2 separate regions of the Dromaius novaehollandiae genome follow, and region 1 is linked to region 2. Evidence: chromatin contacts called from public Hi-C data. All regions are on one chromosome and are shown on one strand. Each heading gives the region's core, a stretch centred on a gene start, on an enhancer-like site or on the middle of the called end of the contact. The rest is flanking DNA. Distances are from core to core; before and after follow the strand shown.

Region 1 (3,742 bases), core at 825-3,324, 190 kb after region 2:
GACCTAAACCATGATTAAAATCCCTATTTTGGTATGAATTAAACTACTATAAATTATTCACATCAAACCACCCTGCTGTCACTCTCCATCCTTTTATTGGTGTTATTCTGATGATGATGATCTTTAGGAGTATTATGTTTCAAAGCTTTTAACAACGATTACCTGGCCATCTTCCCAGCTTTACTTTACCAAGTGAACTATGGGCTTCATTTCCATATCCTTCAGCCATGCCACTCCACACACATGGAAGTACTTCTTTTGGGCAACAAAAACATTCCTGAATAGGTCATCTTCCTTTTTGATACCCACCTCCTTTGTGCCTCCACTCTTTGTGATGCTGATGTTACATTAGCATGTAAAAATGCATGTAATCTTCCTCTGTGTGGTATCTCCACAGCTGCATTACTGACAATTTGATCACAGATTTCATCTTCCCTGTCTGTGATTATTGACATCCCAAGCACCTGATCACCAACCTGTGTGGAACAGGCAGAATACAATAGTTACTACACGGCCCCCATTTACCACTTACTCCTTAAAATTTATTTTCCAAGATTTTAAGCTCCTCTCCCTCACAGCCTCTATGAATTTAGCAAAGGCTTTCTCCTCCTCCGTCTGACTATACTGGGCATTCTGCAGTTACGCACTTCATTGATCATTCCTCTTGTTTTCCATCTGACCTGTGAATATATTTTCTTATTTATCTACACATCTCAATTTCTCTCTCTTCTAATGACTAATTCTCCTGGTCAATGGCACTTACCTCAATGATGCAACATTTAGGTATAAGGTCTGCATAACAATTACTAGGCAGAGCTGTTTAAAAGGGACTGGGAATTGAACTGAAAACAATTTGCCAAGAAGGGAGGGGACAACAGAACTATTTTCCCTCCATATCAAATAGGAAGGGAAAACTATGGTAGGTTTGTTTAAGAGCACAGAAGCACAAGGAGGTCAGGTCTTTTGCTTCTTTGCAAGACCAGCTCCTCTGTCTTCAGCTTTCAATAACAGTGGAAAATGCTAGCATTTCACTCCTCCTCAAATTCTTCAACACCCATAGTCTTTTTTTTTTTTTTTGGCAAATATTCATTTAGGTGTTTAAGCATATGCAGACAGGTGTCAGTTCACATTCTGCAAACCTTTGCATCCAGAGCCCAAAACAGATGTGTCCTTTTGGTTGGCTCTGTACTTCCAAATCATGTGACTTAACTGCATGAAAGTCTCATGAAAATCTGGGTTTCTTTCTTAGCTAGTATTATTTTGGATTTTTTTTCTCATTTCCCATGTGCTCTGATTATTAGGCAGCAAAACTGCAAACTGCAACCTTTTCCACCACCCCAAGCAGCCATCAGTCCTCATTTACGAAAGGGAAGCTGAGGCTACAGGGTGACCTGGGGAAAGATAACGATCATGTACCACGTCGTCTTCTGCATTCAGATCTCCACATGGGGCTGACCCTGCTCCAGCTGCCTGCAGCCCCTTCTCCCCTCCTCTCCCCCAGCACTCTTCTGGTTGCCGTCAGGCAAAACGATGGATACCTGCATCCAGCAGTAAGAAAGCTGCGTGAAAGGCCGAGGGTATGAGGAACGTGGCAGTAATAACAAAACCCGTGAAACCTCGGAGCTTTGTTTCTGACTGCATCATGGTGGCTGGCTGAGGACAGATGCTGCATTTGCAGCTAATTGGGCTGCACCTGCACGAGCAGACAGCTGTGCTGGGGCGGCGGTACGTGCCAGGGTGGTGGGGCGAGCCCCCAGAGCTGTGCCAGGGGAGTGTGGCCTGCTCTGCTCCATGCCGCATCATGCGCTCCCCCCAGCCTCGCTCAGCTGCCCGCCTGGCCTGGTCCAGGCGATCCTGCCAGTCATGAACACGCCCCTAGCATGGCTGGGGATAAGAGGGGGTAGGAAAGGATTAAATAAAACTGTTAAAAAGCCTAGGGCGGGGCAGAAACCTCCCTGCCTCCACCGCACCTTTTCTAACACCACGTGAGGGTAAACCCGCTGCAGTTCAATTTCGGTCTCCCTGAGCCCCCAGCGGGGGACTAGGGAAGGGGGTGGGGGTGCTCGGCAGTGTCCCGGGATGCACGGGCGGCGAGGCCAGGCGAGGGAGGATGGGGGCGGTCCCGGCTGGGCAGCGATGGCCCGGCGCGGGCGGAGGCCCGCAGCGGCGGACGCGGCGGCTGCCGGCCGGGGCTGCAAGGGTTACAACCATAGAGCCGGCCGCCTCCCGCGGCGGGGCGGGGGGCAGGAAGTGCTCGCTGGCGGCGCGGGGATGCGGGCGGCGGCGGCGGCGGCCTCCGCTAGTGAGGCGCCGCCTCAGCCCGCGGTCTGCGCTGCCTGCCTGTAGCCCGGCCCGCGGGCGGGCGGAGGCCGCCGCCGGGCCAGGTGAGCGCGCTGGGAGCGCGGGGGGCCGCCCTGGGGCCGGGGGGCGGCTGGGCCCCGCTACCCGGCCTCCCTGTAGGTCCCCCCCCCGCGGCCCGCGCTGGTGCCAGCCGGGAGTAACCGGGGCAGTGTCATGGCGGAGCCGCAGGGATGTGGGGGGCTGGAGGTGGCGCTGGGGTATGGCGTTGCCCTGGCAGAGGGCATCTGTTGGCAGCAGGAGAGAGGGGGGACGCATGCTGATGGCACGTGGTGGCTGGGAGTGGGGCGGCAGAGGGCAGCCTGTGTCAGGACTCGCCCCCTGTCCCTGCAGGTGATGGCAGCATGAGCGAGCATGAAGAGGACAACCCCCAGCCAGGTGGTGCGGTGGCAGCCCAACCCCACAGTGCCCTCTCGGACTTCTTTGTGAGGGAAGTGTCGCTGGTGGGCTGTGACCTGGGAATTGCCTGTCCACGGCCAGACCTCCTCTCAGCGGAGACGAGGCCGGAGAAGGCTCCTCGCTGCGGCTTCCGGAAGCGGAAGGACACAGTGGTCCACCAGAGAGCATTCATGGGAGAGAAACCATACATCTGTGTTGAGTGTGGGCAGAGCTTCAACCGCAGCTCAGACCTCATCCGCCACCAGAGGATCCACACAGGGGAGAAGCCATATGTGTGCGTGGACTGCGGGAAGAGCTTCAGCCGCCGCTCTCACCTCATCCAGCACCAGCGCGTCCACACGGGTGAGCGGCCGTACCAGTGCAAGGACTGTGGGAAGAGCTTCAGCCAGAGCACTCACTTGGTGCAGCACCAGCGCAACCACACTGGCGAGAGGCCTTATGTGTGCGCCAAGTGTGGGAGGAACTTCTATCAGAACTCGGGTCTGCTCCGCCACGCCAACTTCCATACAGGCGAGAAGCCCTACAAGTGCCCCCAGTGTGGGAAGCGCTTCAGTGACAGCTCCAACCTCATCGCCCACCAGCGGCTCCACACTGGGGAGAAGCCCTACAAGTGTGCTGACTGCAACAAGTGCTTCAGTGAGAGCTCCAAGCTGGTCATCCACCGGCGCATCCACACCGGTGAGAAGCCTTACTTGTGCCCTGACTGTGGGAAGAGTTTCAGCCAGCGCTCGCACCTTGTCCAGCACCGTCGCACCCACACCGGGGAGAAGCCCTACAAATGTGCTGAGTGTGGGACCTGCTTCAGTGACAACTCTACCCTCATCCGTCACCGTCGCACCCACACTGGGGAGAAACCTTTCAAGTGTTCCCAGTGTGGGAAGAGCTTCAGCCGCAACTCCTATTTAGTCTCACACCAGCGAGTGCATGTGTGGTAGGCAGCGTCACTAGGCGTGGGCTGTGGATCTTCTAGGATGCAGCTCCTGAT
Region 2 (3,718 bases), core at 613-3,112:
CTTTTAAGGTGTTGTGATGTACTTCTTCAGCCACCCAGAAGGGTTTGGTTTTTTTTTTCCAGTTAAACCTCTAGTCTTCCCACACCCCATGACACATTTCATGGCCACAATACAACCTTCTGTTCACCAGTTCAAAGGGTAGTCTTTCAGGTTGGCACTGCTTTAATGATTTCTTTTTGTTTCTTTATCTCCTTAATCAAATCATCAACTCAACTCTTCCTTCTCATTTCTGGAAAGCTGTCACAAACTGTCTCTGACATGTTATCTGTTTAATGTCCTCATTGGCCTTTAGTCAGGAATTGCTCCTCAAGTCAGCCTGCTTTTTCCAAACTGCACAAAGGGATTTCTATATGTTTGTAGATAAATCCAAATGTACTTTTGCTCCCATGCAATGTCTCCTGATAATCATCAGTTCTTGCAAATACTCTTTGAAGTGTTCTACTCAGTTTCCATAAGATAATGCTAGCAATAGTTGTCTCCAATTCTGTGCTTACTGGAAACTCTTCTCCTGGCTATTTTTCAGTGTGCAAGACCATTCTCTTTGATCAAAGCCACCCCTGATTATCTATTCTATCAGTCCACATCTTTCTCTACTTGTTTCCCATTTTGGTGCCAAGTAGTTGCCCTCAATTGGCAGTTCCAGTATGGCTTTTTCAGTTTAGATAGAAGCCAGGCCAGCCTGTCAAAGGCAGAGGTTTATATTACAGAACATGCCTGAGATGTAAGCAGCCAAAACCCTGTTTCCTCAGAACTATCCTAGCAAACATCAGTCCCTTTCAGCAAACAGCTGGGACTTCCTTGGGTGAGAACCACTTCCTGGGGTTTGTTTCTTGCAAGTTCCTTCCTGCTACAGCTCAGATGGATGAATCCCAAACTCTTTTGCTAGGAGAGATAGGCAGTTTTTCCTTGAAGGTAAAAGATGAAAGTGGATAACACTACTTCAACTCTGTAGGTGTAGTGTGGAGAGCTGCTGACACAGACATTGTGACATGGGCAACTTGGACACTTTATGGACCAGACTGTGCAGTGAACTGGACATAGGGCCCTAGGACCAGAGTGTCACACTAGCAGTCACAGTACATGTACTTTAAGAACACTAGTCAGAATGAGGTAAGGCATGTGAAGGCATACCTGCTTTGTGGACTCCAGCTAGCCTTAGGCTTGAACTAGTAGCATCCGGGTGTGAGAATAGCCACGCTCAGTGATTTTTCATGTGGAAACAGCAGGCACCTGTAGCCTACAAGCATCACTAGGATCAGGCAGCAATGGAGCTAGGGGCCTGAGAACTCCAATTCTGGGTGTAGCACCTAATCCTTTTGTGTTTGGAGCCTTGATGACAGCTGTGATACCAATTCAGTAATCAGTGGGCAACTTACCTAACTTCTCCCTCTCCCTCTCTCTCTCCACCCCCTCCCCCAACTAATAAATTGAAGACAGTAATTAGATAAATACCACCTTGTAAAATTAATTAATGCTTGCACATACTGCAAGTGTCATACAAGACATAAAAGTGTCATTTCTTGCTGGTTCAAACACTGGGTTGAAAAAATTTTGCTGAGAGAAGCATATCTTCTGAAGTTGAAGGGAGAAAATTAATACTTGTGGCAAAGGCTGAGTAGGTATGTTGTATGTCTGTACACTTCTTAATGCCTGTAACACAAATTCTGTAGCTAATAATATACTGATTTTTTTAACTGTATTTCTGTATAACGTTCTTCCTGCTGATCATTTTTTCTAAGCACAAAGAGAAATTCGGCTTTAAGGTGAAGAGGGAAAGGGTTTTGAGATGCAAAAATCATCTTTGGGGGGCGGGGGACACCACTTTCCCTACCCATTCAGCGTGGGTTTAGAAAGCATCCCGCTTCCCCTATCTCCGCCCGGAGGCGCGCAGAGGCTGCGGCACGGCGCTGCTCTCGGCCAACTCCTCAGAGGCAGCGGCAGTCGGAGCTGGGGGGAGGCGCTGCGAAGCCGCGGGGACGAGGCGGGCGCAGCCGCTGCCGCCGCTCGCCCCCTGCGTGCCGGCCCCGCGGAGCACGGAGGCGGCCGCGCCGGCGGAGCAGCCCCGGTGGCCCGGTAAGGAGCGGCGCGGGGAGAGGCCCGGTGGTGGGGGGGAGAGGGAGGGATCCTTTTCTTGCCTGTTCTTCTGATTTCCTCTAAGGGCTGCTGCTGCCGCATATGTGGGTCCCCTGCGGCAGGGCTGGCGGGGGAGGCAGGGTCTGCGGCCGGAGGAGGATGGACAAACATCGCTTTGCGTTGGTGCCGCTGGGCGATGGCGGGAGCTGCGGGCTGCAGGCGCGGGGCTGAGCGGTGCTGAGGAGGGTGCCTCTGCCCCGGCCCCGCTTCCCTTTCCCTGCCCCTCGGCTCCCGCTGCACAGCGCCGCGCTTACAATTTAGCCTGGTGGTGTGAAAACAGGGTCGGGCAAGGCGAGACCCTGAAGAAAAGGAGCGCGGGCGGCCTGAGCCGGCGGGCAACCCCCGCGGGCAGCAGCCGCGCGGTGCGAGAAGCAGCAGAGGGGAAGGCAGAGCGAAGGCACTGCTCCTCCCTCCCCCGGCCGGATATATAGTATAAAACCCAGAAGAGGAGGAGAGGTTTGTATTTTTTTTCTTTCCTTTCCTCCCTTTCTTTGCTGGTAGTTGCTTGTGTATTAGGGGAGGTGGAGGAAGCGGTCTGGAGACAGGAACTGGTCGGAAAAGCGGTAATTAAAGGTAACAGCCTGCTGGAAGGAGAAACAAAAAAAGGGGGGGGGGAAGGAGGGAGAGCAGGGGACGCTTCGGAGGGATAATGATGTTGCCCAGAGAAGCGAGGAAAGCGGCAGGGGGAGCCGGGGGCGGCCGGGACGGAGGGGCTGGACACGCCCTGTGGGAACCGGGGCCGGGCCGGTACCGCTGTCCTGGCAGCAGAACCCGACCAGCGCGCCAGGGCGGCGGCGCGTCAGGCGGGCAGCGAGATGCGGCGGTACCTGGATGCGTCGGTGCTCTGCGCCAAGCGGGCGCTGTGGGGCCGGACTGCCCCCTTCCTCCCGGAGCCCCCCCGAGTCCCCTGGGCCGGACCCCGCTTCCCCCGGGCTGCGCAGATCCGGACCCCCAGGGGCTGGACCCACCCCGAGCGCCCGAGCCGCCGGCACAGGGCGGTGGCCCGGGCGTTGCCGGGGCGGGGGGGGGGGGGGGGGGGGGAGCGGTGGCTTCAGCCCAGCTCCGCTCTTCGCCTCTTCCTTGAGAAAGTTCAAGTTGAAGTGCAAACCTATGAATGAAGAGAGGAGTGTTATGAGCTCTCATTCACACCAAGGAGGTTTGCTCTGTCTAGGGGTAATTCGAGTGTGATGTTATTTGAACATGGGGAGAGCCGAGACCCTTCTAGGGGAAGTTTGCCCTTTTGATTTTCCCTATTATTAGGCCCATACATAAAAATAGGTGTAGTATATGGGATAGCAGTGGTTTTAATCACGTGAGAAGAGCTTGTATTCTGAGACTTGCTGCTGTTTCTTACATCTCATTATGAGTAGGAAATTACTAGATACCTCTGCTGCCCACTCACATGGCACCACAAAGATTTATCCCCCCCCCTTTTTTTTTTTACCAGATCCTATGAGACTATCCTCAGTCTTTTAGAAATTAGAGGCATCTGACCTCATCACGTCTTGTGCAGTCCTTTACAGTAATGTCATTACACAGAATAATTTGCTTTTACGTGTTTGCCTCAAAGCTTTTTAAGGGCATA

Evidence for each region. A called contact is a pair of places that touch in the nucleus more often than the background predicts.
Region 1: a Hi-C map of ovary shows a contact between it and region 2, with 4 times the contacts expected there. The contact joins the promoter of LOC112984500 here to the promoter of FAR2 in region 2. A contact is called at or near these places in 3 of 4 Hi-C or Micro-C datasets (brain, liver and ovary).

Annotation. Positions count from the first base shown.
Region 1 is chr1:78,065,034-78,068,775 of bDroNov1.hap1, forward strand. It overlaps LOC112984500 (zinc finger protein 391-like), which reads left to right and starts at 2,075. Exons shown (of 2, transcript XM_026102399.2): 1 at 2,075-2,384; 2 at 2,692-3,742. The coding sequence starts at 2,111. The coding sequence ends at 3,692.
Region 2 is chr1:77,872,499-77,876,216 of bDroNov1.hap1, forward strand. It overlaps FAR2 (fatty acyl-CoA reductase 2), which reads left to right and starts at 1,863. Exons shown (of 13, transcript XM_064517503.1): 1 at 1,863-2,073.